Linked DNA regions of Mus musculus: all the other regions are linked to region 1. Evidence: chromatin contacts called from public promoter capture Hi-C data. All regions are on one chromosome and are shown on one strand. The core of a region is the stretch at or near the end of the contact, and the rest is flanking DNA. Distances in the headings are between cores, read along the strand shown. Region 1 holds the start of Crebrf (CREB3 regulatory factor). Region 2 holds the start of Ppil1 (peptidylprolyl isomerase (cyclophilin)-like 1). Region 3 holds the start of Traf7 (TNF receptor-associated factor 7).

Region 1 (4,047 bases), core at 417-2,916:
ATTAAGCCTGTAACATAGTGACTGGCTATTTAATGTGCTTGGCATGGAGAACATAGGACAAGAGACATTGCTAGTCCCACCCCACCTTTGTCAGGATTATGATCTAGGCAGACTTTTTATCCCCAAATCCATGGTTGCTTGCTTTTGAACCAGGGAGCAAATTACAATGTAGTTCACACTCACCCTGAACAGAGACACACCTGCCTCAGGCTCCCCAGTGCTGAAGTCACAGGTGTATGTCATCACCTCTCATCCCAGACCATGATGGTGATAGTGAGACGCTACCACAATGGTTCTCAACCTGTGGATTGTGACCCCTTTGGAGGTCCAATGACCCTTTCACAGGGGTAGTCTAAGCCTATCAGAAAACACATTATATTACGATTTATAACAGTAGCCGAATTATTGTTTTGAAGTAGCAATGAAAATAATTTTATGGTTGGGGTCACCACAACATAAGGAACTTTAGGAAGGTTGAGAACCACTGATCTACCACTTGCCTGAGTCTTTGTGCATGGGGGAGGGGGAGTCTTAATTTGGCGGGGAGCGGAAGGTTACTTTGAGACTTGGTCTTATCCGGGCATGCAATTCAGTGTAGCTAAGAACACACTTCAATCTTCCTGCTTCCTTATCTCCAGTGCTGAGATCACAGGGGTCAATCACAATACCCCCTTCCTACATCCTCGCCTGCTTTGAAACCCCGAGTACTCCCAAGGGAAAACTGTTATTTGAAGGGAATCTGATGAGGTTTCTCTGTCCTTTAGTCTTCTTTTCCTATGCTTAAGAAAGTATGTTTTTCTGTGTCCATATGTGTGTGCGGGTGCAGACCAGTAACCCTGCACCCAGAAGACTAAGACAGGAGGGTCCAGAGTCTAAAGAGATTTCTGGAAACACAGGCTGCTATAATTAGGTAGGTTGTTTCCTTGAACAATAATTCTCCTGAGGTTTGTTTTTGTATTTTTTTTAAATAGTTCTCTTATCGTATGTGTCTGTTCGGAGAACTATTTGGGATAATGAACCTACCACAAACTACACATCCGATAAAATATCAACAGGATTAAGAGGCGTAAATCATCACATTATCACAGGTTAGACAGTCTTGTCCATAAAGCATCTAGTAGCAGTTTCTACAGCTGAATACAGGTCCTATCCCAAAGATGTATGCAGCCGACTCAGGGTCTGGGGATCCAGACTCAATAAATATGAGTTGATGAATGAACAAACAACTGAAGGCCAATTCAATCGGGGAACAGGAACGTCATTTACTAAACAGAATGTCGATGCAGCCCCCTACTAATTAATATTCCTGTAATCCCCCGTGGTTCAGTTAAACTGTAAAGTGGGCATTTGGACTCCTTGGCCTTCATCTTAGTTCTGAGGCTACAGACTGAATATGGAAGCCTCTGAAAAGAACATCACGCACGAACGCGAGCTTACTGCTCGCTATCCCCAGCGGCCCACGCCCACGCTCAGCAGCAGCCTACTAGCCCCCGCTCCGCCCTCTCTTCCTGGTTTTCCCCAGCAACCCGCCCCTCTGGTGTCACGTGACGGGCGCTAGCCCGGCCGAGCCTCTGATTGGCCAGACTTCAGGGCGCCTCGCGATTGGCCTGGGGCGGCGGGCCCCCGCCTCCCTCCTCCTCCTCGCCGCGGCCCACGTGAGGGGGGCGAGTCACGCGATTTCCGGGAACCCGTCAGGAAGGACATAAACAAAACAAACCGAGGCAGCATGGAGACGGCCCGCGGCCGCGTAAGCGCGGCCGGATCCAGTGCCTGAACCGCCTTCAGCCTCAGGTGAATGCCGAGCGGTCGCACGGGCGGGCGGGATGCAGCGGCAGAGAACCGCGGGTGAGAGGCGCGGGTGCCCGGCTCCGGGAGAGCGGGGCGGGGGCCGCCGGGCCGAGGGCGCGCGGAACGGGGTCGCCGATGCGAGCCGAATCGGGCTGCCCCCGCGGCCGACGGTTATATAAAGGGCGGGCGCGCGCCGGCGGGCGACCCCGTTAGGGCCGTGCCCTTTGCGCTCCCGGGAACCAGGGATCGCGACTGCCGGCAGCCGGCCTGTCAGAGCGGCGAGCGGGTGGGAGGGGCCGGGAGGGAGGAGAGGAGAGGAGAGGGGCGTGTGAGGGAGACCGGCACAGCTAGTGTTCAGAAGGCTCCGGACGGAGGAGCGGACCGGGAGAACTCTGGGCAGGGGCGTCGTGGGGCTGCTGTTCCCCCCGGCCCCTCCCCGGAGGCTGCGGGACTGGGGCCTCCCTCTCGGGATTTGTTTATATGTCCTCTCTAAGCAGCTTGAAAAGCCCGGAGGCGGAGCCCTCGCTGTCGAGTGGCGGCCGGTGCTGTCCAATGGAGGAGGCAGACGGGGTCCGTGGCGCCAATGGGCGCAGGGAGGCGGTGCCGCGCCCCCCCTCCCCCCCAGTAAGTTAGGCTGTGCTGGGGGTTGGTCCGACAGGGCGGCCATATTAGATGGGAGGGGACGGGCCTGGGGACGGGGGTTGTCACTGAGCGGGGCGGAGACGGGGCAAAGGGCGAGGAGCCGAGCCGAGCGGGGCGCGGGCCGGGCGGGCTGGGTGTGGGCTAGAGTCCCGGAGGGACCCGGAAGATGCCCGGAGGAGCCTGACCCGGCTCAGCCGCTCCCGAGTGGAGGCGGCCAGGGAAGTAGCGAGGGCAGTCTAGCCTCCCAGGGGGCGGTTCCTGGGTCTAGATGAAGCTTGGTCTCTGGCGTCTCCTTCTTGGTCGGCTCTCCGCTGCTTGGTAGATCCTGCCACCAAACCCTTTAATCGCCCACCTTTAACCCAAGAAAACAAACCGTTTTGCTACTTCTGAGCAGGCCTGAATCTTAAGACTACCTTAAGGAGGTATTTCTGTAGTTAGGGGTGTGTTTCTGTACCAGGTCTCCCGTGTAGAGGCAGGCATTCAGAGGAACTTCTGCTTTTCTGGGTATTGCAAAGAGAAAATTGGGACTGGAAAAGCAGACAAAATTGAGTGAGCGGCGTTTCTATCCACCCCCCCCCCAAAAAAAACAAAAACAAAAACAAAAAAAAAAACGTGGATATCTTCCAAAGATCAGGCCCTTGTGTTTCAAGTCTTAATTTGCCTCCCTTGCTCACATAAATTGGAAGCTAACATACTTAATGAGAAAACAGCCTTGAGAAAAGTATTTAGGTCTGATGAGTCTTTAGACTTTTGTCTATCCAGTATCAGCAAATGAGAAAAAGAATGAAGGTCTGACTTATTTTTTCAAAAGCAGAAATAGGAATTTTTTGTAAATTTTGTGACCTATGGTAAAATGATTGTCACTTTAATTCTACTTTAAAATATTTTTCAGTGTTGCCTAGTTTAAAAAAGCTGAGAGATACTCCAAATGGGGAAATGTGGATACAAAATTGGAATTGTTTTGGCACCATATTAGCCTTGTTAAATGCTTTTTAAAGCTTTTAAGATGAGTTTATAACCTGTGACCTCATGTTGTCAAAGGTAGTAGGCTATTGATACATCTTTGGTGAAGTACTTAGGAGTAGGAATACATCATAGATATATCACCCTAGGCAGCTCTTCAAGAGTTCAGCTGAAGAATATTAACAAATAGTAAATAAATTTTCATCAACTTTTATTGGTTTTATGTGACTGACCCTCAGTTTTGTTAAAACTTGGTAAAAATATAATCCCGGGTTATTTGATATATATTTTTTTAATTAGATATAATTTTTATTTTTATTTTTTGTTTGTTTCTCAGGCAGCATTTCTCTACATAGCTCTAGCTGTCCTGGAACTTAACCCGTAGACCAGGCTGACCTGGAACTCAAAAAGATCCATTTCCCTCTGCCTTCTCAAGTGCTAGGGTGAAAGGTGTGGGCCACCCCCCCCCCGGCTATATATAATTTTTATAGTAAATAAAATATTACCTATCACTTAATGTTGTATTGCTAAGTCCAAATCTGTCCTATTACTACAATCAGTTATAAAAGGTAGGTCTGAAGTTAGAACCAAGCAAAGGTTTTCATGATACCCAGAACACTTAGTCAAAGTTGGTTTTCATTGCTTATGTACTAA
Region 2 (4,047 bases), core at 598-3,097, 2.5 Mb after region 1:
CGATGCTCTGAAACTAACCCCGAACAAGGGGAAAGTCCTCACATGACACCTATAGATGTAATAAAAAGACATTAAAGTATGAGTAGTTTATATACATTTGCGTCAGTCTGGGGCTTAGGCGGGGCAGAAAGCAACCAGCTAAGAGTCAGGATGTTCAATAAATATTTTCTAGCATATTTCTGATCATGTAAACATATCACCTATTGAAACCAAACTTGAATAGAAAAATAAAGCAGCCCTTGTGTTAAAGAGTGGGTCACACTGGTGGAGACGACTCAGCTCCTAAGAGCATGTCCTGCTCTTCGGGAGGACCACACTTCAGATCCCAGCACTCCACCAGGGGGCTCACAGCCACCTGTACCCCCCATCTCCATGGTTTCCAATACCTCTGGCCTCTGAACTCATGTGCACACACACATAATTAAAAGACAAATCTAGGGCTGGAGAGATGGCTCAGTGGAGAGATGCTCTCCCAGAGGTCCTGAATTCAATTCCCAGCAACCACATGGTGGCTCACAACCATCTGTAATGGGATCTGATGTCCTCTTCTGGTGTGTCTGAAGACAGGTACAGTGTACTCATATAAATAAAATAAATAAATATATCTTTAAAAAAAATCAAATCTAAAGAGAATGTGTAAAGCAAATAGGCTGGTTACTTCAAATGTCCACATACACCCATACGAGTGCTTTTATTCTCTTCTCTTAGTGCCTTTAAGGATAAAACAAGGCAGGGGGCTCCTGCTGTACATTACCCACTGAGCTCTGGGGAGAATCTGTATGGCCCAGGTTCAGGAGGTCCAGCAATGTGAGCACTCTGTAGAACTGGGAGCGAGAGCAGTGGTGCGTGCCTTCCTAATGTCTACACTCAGGAGCCAAGGGCAGACAAAATGGGGCTCAAGTCAGTAGACAGGGCAGACCAGGCTCCAAGCAGGGTTCCCTTCAATCAGTATGAAAACCAGGTTGCAGGTAAATCTATAAAATGCACCATTTCTCTGCTAAAACTGGAGGGGTGTGTGTGATACAAAGCCTTCGGGACAGGAGCTGCTAGCAATAGTAAACTGAGCGCAATCACACACAAGGGAGGCAAGGCACTAGGAGGTGGCTTAATTTTATATATTAATATAAATATAATAGAATGTTAGGTAAGCAGTCTATTCTATCCAGCCCAGCCCAGCCCCTGGACTTCTGATCCTCCTGCTTCCACCTCCAGAGTGCTAGGATTACAGGCTTGTGCAACCACACCGAGTATATATGGTGCTGTAGCCCGAGCTTGGGGCCTCGGGCATCCCCAGCTCAAAGATCACTCTTGGATTTTGGAGAAAATAAATTTTCTTCTACTTCCAAAGAAATTTGTTCAGACAACTCTACTTGTCCCGTGATGTTTACACATCTGTCTCCTTCACCATAATCCAGATTTGTGTTTTCAAAAATCCAGGTCCTACGCGCATGGCTTGTGTGATCAACACACACTTGTTGAGAAAAAAAATGAGTGAGTGAGTGAATGAATGAATGAAGATGGAAGGTGGATATAGGTAAATGAACTAATAAACGTCGTGGGGAAAGGACAGCAGATAGAAATCGTCGAGGTCTCCGGGATGTTGGAGGGGCTCCCCTGAGGTCCCTTCAGAACTTACAGGTACTCCCGGCCGCAGCTCTGTGCGTGCGGGCAACCTGCGAGTCAGGCCGGCCACTGCGGCACGAACCCGCGTCCCCTCCACCAATTCCTCCCCCACCTCCAACCCTCACCTAGTCTCCAGGTAGACGTTGGGCGGCTGCCAGGTGTCTGGGGGAATCGCCGCCATGCTGAGCGAAGGTATCCCCCCCGCTAGCAATCACTACTTCCGGCGGAGTTAACCCGGGACCCGCCCCTGGGCACACACTTCCGGTTCCCGCCGATCCGCCCGTTTGCTTGACAGGATTTAGGGCGCTGGGACAAGAATGACGAAGGATCCTTCTTTCTAGGCTGGGAAGAGGGTTGCAAGTCGAAATGCTCAGTGCAGGAACTCAGACAAGTGCAAGATTCTCCAGGGGCGATTCGCGCCACGCTCCGGAACAGTGATTGGTCTGTTTTGGCGCGGAAGGCGGGAACAACCTTCTTCACTCTGATTGGAGGGCTGGAGAATTTCCTAGTTCCCAGACTTGGGTGATGCCCCTGGCTGGCTTTGAACTCAAAAAGATCTGCCTGCTTCTGTCTGCCGAGTGCTGGGATTTAAGGCGTGCACCACCACGCCCAGCGTCTATTCCTTAAAGCAATCCTGTGGATGACAGGAGTCCCGTTTTTCAGCGGAGAAAACTGAGACTCCGCCGTTAAGTGCCACATGGCAAATCTGATCCCACAGACTCCAAAAGCAAAGAGCATGTGGAAAGAGGAAAAGGCTGGGAAGAGAGACAAAGCTTAAAATGACTGTCCCAGGAGATAGTGGTGCACGCCCCCAGCGCTGGAGCGGCAGAGGCAGGGGGATCTCAGAGTTCAAGGCCTGTACAAGGTCTCTTCTACAGAGCGAGTTTCAGGATAGCTAGGACTACTCAGAGAGGTATCCTTGGAGCTGGAAATGCAGGCCAGTTAGTAGACGGCTTGCCTAACAGGGCTTAGTGGGTAAAGTACTTGAATTTAGGTCCCTAGGACCCATGCAAATGCCAGGTAGATATGCACTTGCGGCCTCAGCAACCGGGAAAGCAGAGACCATGGGGAAGAATCCAGGGAGCTGGCTAGCCATCCAGTCTAGCCCAAATAGCTCTCTCCAAGTTCAGTGAGCCACGAGGGAAATGTATATTTTATATTGAACATCCCATAATTAACAACAAAGAAGTAGGAAAATATTTACAAGACTTCCTGAGTTCTAAGATGCATCTACCCTCCCACCCACCCACTTCCTGCACAGCAAAGCAAAAATTGAGCAAATGCTTACTCTTAACAACCTACGGCTCTTCAGAAAATTGAGCAATGCATATTAAAGAGAAGCAATCTGAACCGTAGTGTGCAAGGTACTTACTTACAGGCCAACAGAGCTGTGGGTGAACACTCTGGGGAGGCTCTCCCATTAAAGATCAGATAAATAAAAAAGACTTTAATTTTTTATTTATTTTGTGTGTGTGTGTGTGTGTGTGTATCTGGGTTTGTATGGGCACACAGGAGCCCACAGAGGCCAGAAGAGTGTGTCAGATCCCCCAGAACTGGAATTACATGCAGGCTCTAGCTGGCATATGGAGGTTAGGAACAGAGCACCTGAACCATTTCTCCATCCCTAAGAATGACATTTTTCATGATTAAGGAAAATTATTTTTAAAAACAGTCTCTTGGACCGGAAAGGTGGCTCAGAGGGTAAAGTTACCTGCTTCCAAACCTGAAGACCTGAATTCAACCTGGGACCCATACAGCAGAAGAAAAAAACTTCTCATAAGACACACAAATACACACACACACACAGAGAGACACACATATACACAGAGAAGAGAAGCGGCAGGGGCTCTAGCTCAGTGAGAGCTTAGTTGCCCAGCATGTCAGAAGCACACACTAAACCATCAAAAGCAGCTAACTTCCACAGCCTAAAATTATAGATTTTATCTTATCTTTTTTAGGGGTACTTTTTTTTTTTTTTTTTTTTTTTTTTTTTTTTTTTTTTTGGTTTTCGAGACAGGGTTTCTCTGTGTAGCCCTGGCTGTCCTGGAACTCACTTTGTAGACCAGGCTGACCTCGAACTCAGAAATCCGCCAGCCTCTGCCTCGCAAGTGCTGGGACTAAAGGCATGCGCCACCACGCCCGGCTGGGGAGTACTTTTTAATTTTTTTTTTTTAAGTTTTGTAATGTTTTGGCATTTTCGATGTGTTCTACAATTATGTTATATTAAGGCAGGCCAACGTCAACTTAAAAATAATCCAGTGTCGAATCCGACCCTCAGCTCAGCACCATTTCTGACCCATATTTGACACTGCACTGTGAGGCGGCCTGTCAGCCTTCTCTGTGTTTGTGAGGGTGAGTGAGCGGTGTGAGCCTTTACTCCTCACTCACCAGTAGGCCTTCAGGGGGCTTCTCCCCAGAGATCTT
Region 3 (4,047 bases), core at 546-3,045, 2.2 Mb before region 1:
CCTGGGTTCAAATTCTACTTTGACCATGCAAGAGAGGAATAACTGGGTAAGTTGCGTGACCTTGAAGGAGACTGTATTTCTCACTATAAAACATTTTAATGGATCCAAGTCGGAAAGGAGCTATCAGAGGTAGCTTCAGCTCGACCTTCTTCCTATTTTCTGCACCAGGCATTGCTTCATCTGAGATGTATACCCTCTGGGGCTTAGAATAGGGATACCCCCAAAGACTGTTTAGTCTGACCCCCAAGGAACTAGAAGCCAGCCAGAAAGAAAGGGTATGGAGCTCCATTTGTTTCTAGTGTGTCAGCCTCAGCTCATTACTAAACACCCCGATCTTTCCTGTTCATTTCCTGAAAGACTCTGATGTACAGCTACAAGAAGTTATATCAAGGAACTTCTTGGATTTGGGCAATACTTTTGGCCACTCCTTCCTAGTCACCTTAGTCAGGCTGTACACAGCCATTCTCATTTCCTGAAGAGACAGCTGCAAATAGATTTAGGACCTCAGGGTACAGGGACTTGAGTTTCTGCAGAGAAACATGAATGTATAGAGGATCTTCAGGATTGTCTTTATGACTGCAGCAGCGCCTGCCACAAAGATCCTCAGGAAAGAGATCTGGGACATGGAGAGGCCCCTGAAGAACAAGGCTGCAAAGGAATGAGCCTGTGCGTGCAGGGAGCGGGGCAGGAGGGGAGATGAGACAGATATCTCTAGACCTCAGCCTCATCTGATCATGTTGGCCTGCCTCAAAAGAATCTAGGCTGGGACAACTGGCCTCTAGTGAGGGTTAGAAGACGCTGGTCTAGCTTCCTCACTATTTTACTTGACTCATAAATCATCACACATACCAGAGGCTCTCAGACTTTACCCTGCTCTGCCTCTTAACCTTACCTATCACTTACCTATACTTGCTGGCTTGCTCCTCTGACTCCCCCTGCCTGTAAGGCTCTTCCTGAAATGTCTCAAGACTGACTGCTTCTCCATCAGATCTTCAGCTAACTGTAGGTCTCCCTACCAAAGATTTAAGAACGCCCAATACTCAATACTTTATCTGTGTTCAGTTCCCCCCCCCCCGTAAAACTTATCACAGTTCCTCATGATTTTTAACTTTTTATTTTAACTAGAATAACAGTACTGCAGGTGAGTTGCCACAAGGAGACAGTTACCAAAGTCTTGAGACATTTTTGTCATAACAAAACAGGGCTGTGGGTGTTACTACTACCATTCAGTGAACAAACTCAGAATTGCTGCTGGACTGCGTACAATGCACAGGACCCTAGAGGCAGAATGGTCTGTCTCAAAACCGCGTACCAGATGAGCTTATCAGTTTGGAATCCGGTTCTCCGCCGACTTTCCAGAGCCTAGGATACTGCTTGGCACACAGGCAGCGCTCAAAAAAACATAGGAGTGCAAAGACAACGAAAGAGAGAGTGAAGGGAAGGAGTGACAGACGGATTTACTTGGAGTCAGGAGGACTTATAGAGGCTGAGACCCCAGCCGTCTCAGTCCCGCCCCCCAGGCTAGGCCCACGACCGCTCGCGACGCTCCCACAACCAGCCCGCGCTCCACCGCACTCCCCGGAAGAAGGAGCCCCAGGTCTTGTGCTCCGCGCACTCACTCACCCGCCCGCGGCTGCCTAGGAGCAGCGACTTCACCCACCGGCATCATCTTGCCCCTCTCGGCCCGCGGCCGGGAAAGGTTTCAGGATACAGGAGCCGGAAGTCCCGGGGCAGGTCGGAACTTGTAGTTCACGGACTTCAGGAACTCTAGGTGCTGCTTCACGCTTTGAGCTTCCTAAACTACGACTTCCGGCGACCTCTGTACTGAAGGACCGGATTGGTAGCTTCAGAATCACTCTATGTTGCACATTGGAATTTGATTGGCTAACTGAACTCGTCACTCATGGACTCAATGGCTCTACAACCGGGAGGATATTCGAGCTACTCAAAATACCGCCTCCAAAACAAAAGTCGCTGTACGATTGGTGGAAATTGCAGGACAGCTCGAGGAGCATATCAGCAGTGGAGGAAGGTGGGCACTTCCTCAGAGGTGGCCCAATCACATAAGGGGCAGTTCTATAAACTCTTGAGCCTCGCGAGCAGTCGCTCTTTTTGGGAGTGAGTGTGTTCGTGGTCCCTTTCATCTAGGTTTTGTAAGGAACGTTTTGGGAGTAGTGCTCGCCGAATGGAACTCAAAGGACCTCTGCTACAGATCTGCCTTCCTCCCGAGCTGAAGTGCTTTAGTCCTAAGGGTTTAACCCTTCCCCATTTTTCTTCTGACTCCATTTTTGCAGGTATGAACTGGTCGGGCCTGGCTTCCCTTTTCAGCCCCAAGCCCGTGATGAATTAATTTCTGACACCTCGTATGAAAACTGCATGCGTAGTCTGATTACATTATAAGACTGAGGCTTGGGCGCGACGTCACTAATTGGATGGGTTTTGAGTGAAAAGTTAACCAAAGTAAAGATTTATGTTTGATTTTTTTTTTTTCAGGGCATGTTGAGTCGGCTGCATCTAGAGATCCAACGAGTAGGAGTGTTGGCTGGTAAGCTGGGCATCCGTGTATCTGAGTTTCTTAGCAATAAAGTGAAATGCAATCTTACTGTGGTTTCAGACGTTGTGATTTCATGTGCTGATAGCACAGTGCCGTAGAGGCCCTGGTTTGGCGTCACACAGTCCGCAAAGGGGTTGACTAAGATATTCTGTTTGAATCATTCTAATCTAGGGTGACCTTATAAGCCAGCACTACTTAAGGAATAGGCTGTGGGGCACCCTAATCTTGATAGTAAACTATTCCTGTGGGAATTTTGGTGACGGTATCAGCGCATGTGTAAATTAAGTGTTTCCCCAGGTGAAGTACCTTTACCCCCCCACTAAGCCATTTTTGCCCCAGGAGGTGGTTTTCCACAGATGACACAAACTCCAGAAACACCTTTATTAATAGGGACTTAGAGGACAGGTTTTCACTCAACATTTGTGGCTTGGTGACTTTAGTACAAAGTGGAACGGACTGGGCCAGCCTGCTAAGTTGTGACTGGGTTCTATCATTCTGACCTTGCTGTGCGTCCCTATATCAGCCTCCTAGTGAGTCGGAAGCAGTCCAACAAATGGACAGTGACTGACATAGCCTTGAGTGGGGTCCTGTCTGAGCAGTGTGCTGCGTGTGGTCCCCCTCCTCACTTCTGGGAGTGCCCAGAAGAGGGCAGCAATGTGCTGTGGCCTGGTTTTTATGCTTCAAGACCATTTCTGGTGGCCACTGGGGCAAAGGGTAAGCATTAGCCTCTGGTGTCTTTGAGAAGACACTAGGGCATCCATCCTTTGAGGACAAGTCTATAGACTCGGGCAATTCTCAAAGGCAGAACTGCTTCCTCCAGCGTGGAACTGAGTTTCAGCAAGGTTCAGAGTCGACAGCAGGAGACCCCTCGGCCCTCCCTCTTAACATAGTCATGCAGCCTGAAGCGCGGCTCGCTGGGAGCCTTGGCTGATCTCTGTTTCAGCTCCCTGAAGAGCAACAGGGGAGGGGATGTAGATAACATAGAACAAGGTAGCCCACTTATCCTAGAATGTGAGGTAGTGTTTGTTCATTACCAGGACTTACTTTGCTATGGCTGTAAAAGCCAAGTCCACGTTGAGGCCAGTCCTTGCGCTGGTCTCCATGAAAGGTAGCCCATACTCCTGCAAATAGTTACTGCCAGCTAGGTGCTGGGCACCTGGGGGCAGCTCAGTGTCCCAATCTCAAGAACACCCTCATCGTCCTCCCTGTCGACTCACCTTGGCTAATTTCTCCCCATCTTCCCTCTTTACCACACGGTCTTGAGTAGAGTCAACCTGGCCAGGCACAGGGATTTCATTAGTGCCTGTCCCCGGTGCACCCTGTGGGCCAGGCTGGAGAGGACAGGCCCAGAGTCCTACCTTGTTCCCTAGCAGCATGAGCACCACATCCTGCTGGGCATATTCCTGGATCTCTGTCAACCAGGCCTGTATAGGGAAAGCTGAGGCCAGTCTCAGGGCTGGTCCTTGTGGCCTCTTGTGCCACACCTGATTGAG

The links. Promoter capture Hi-C pulls out the DNA fragments that hold promoters and counts their contacts. Capture Hi-C pulls out chosen DNA fragments and counts their contacts.
Region 2: a contact with region 1 is called in a promoter capture Hi-C map of liver, with 2.1 times the contacts expected there. The contact joins the promoter of Ppil1 here to the promoter of Crebrf in region 1. A contact is called at or near these places in 1 of 39 promoter capture datasets (liver) and 2 of 9 other capture datasets (adipose tissue and liver).
Region 3: a contact with region 1 is called in a promoter capture Hi-C map of pre-B cells, with 2.4 times the contacts expected there. The contact joins the promoter of Traf7 here to the promoter of Crebrf in region 1. A contact is called at or near these places in 1 of 39 promoter capture datasets (pre-B cells) and 1 of 9 other capture datasets (liver).

What each region holds. Positions count from the first base shown.
Region 1 is chr17:26,713,984-26,718,030 of GRCm38.p6, forward strand. Crebrf (CREB3 regulatory factor) reads left to right here and starts at 1,667. Exons shown (of 9, transcript NM_029870.2): 1 at 1,667-1,791.
Region 2 is chr17:29,262,124-29,266,170 of GRCm38.p6, forward strand. It overlaps Ppil1 (peptidylprolyl isomerase (cyclophilin)-like 1), which reads right to left and starts at 1,848. Exons shown (of 4, transcript NM_026845.4): 1 at 1,749-1,848. The coding sequence starts at 1,804.
Region 3 is chr17:24,526,143-24,530,189 of GRCm38.p6, forward strand. Traf7 (TNF receptor-associated factor 7) reads right to left here and starts at 1,796. Exons shown (of 21, transcript NM_001172113.1): 1 at 1,624-1,796. It overlaps Rab26 (RAB26, member RAS oncogene family), which reads right to left. Exons shown (of 9, transcript NM_177375.1): 6 at 3,913-3,978; 7 at 3,772-3,828; 8 at 3,599-3,675; 9 at 2,912-3,501. The coding sequence ends at 3,399. Rab26os (RAB26, member RAS oncogene family, opposite strand) reads left to right here and starts at 2,109. Exons shown (of 2, transcript NR_045289.1): 1 at 2,109-2,294; 2 at 2,494-2,602. It overlaps LOC115488833 (a small nucleolar RNA gene), which reads left to right and starts at 2,334; the gene lies at 2,334-2,411.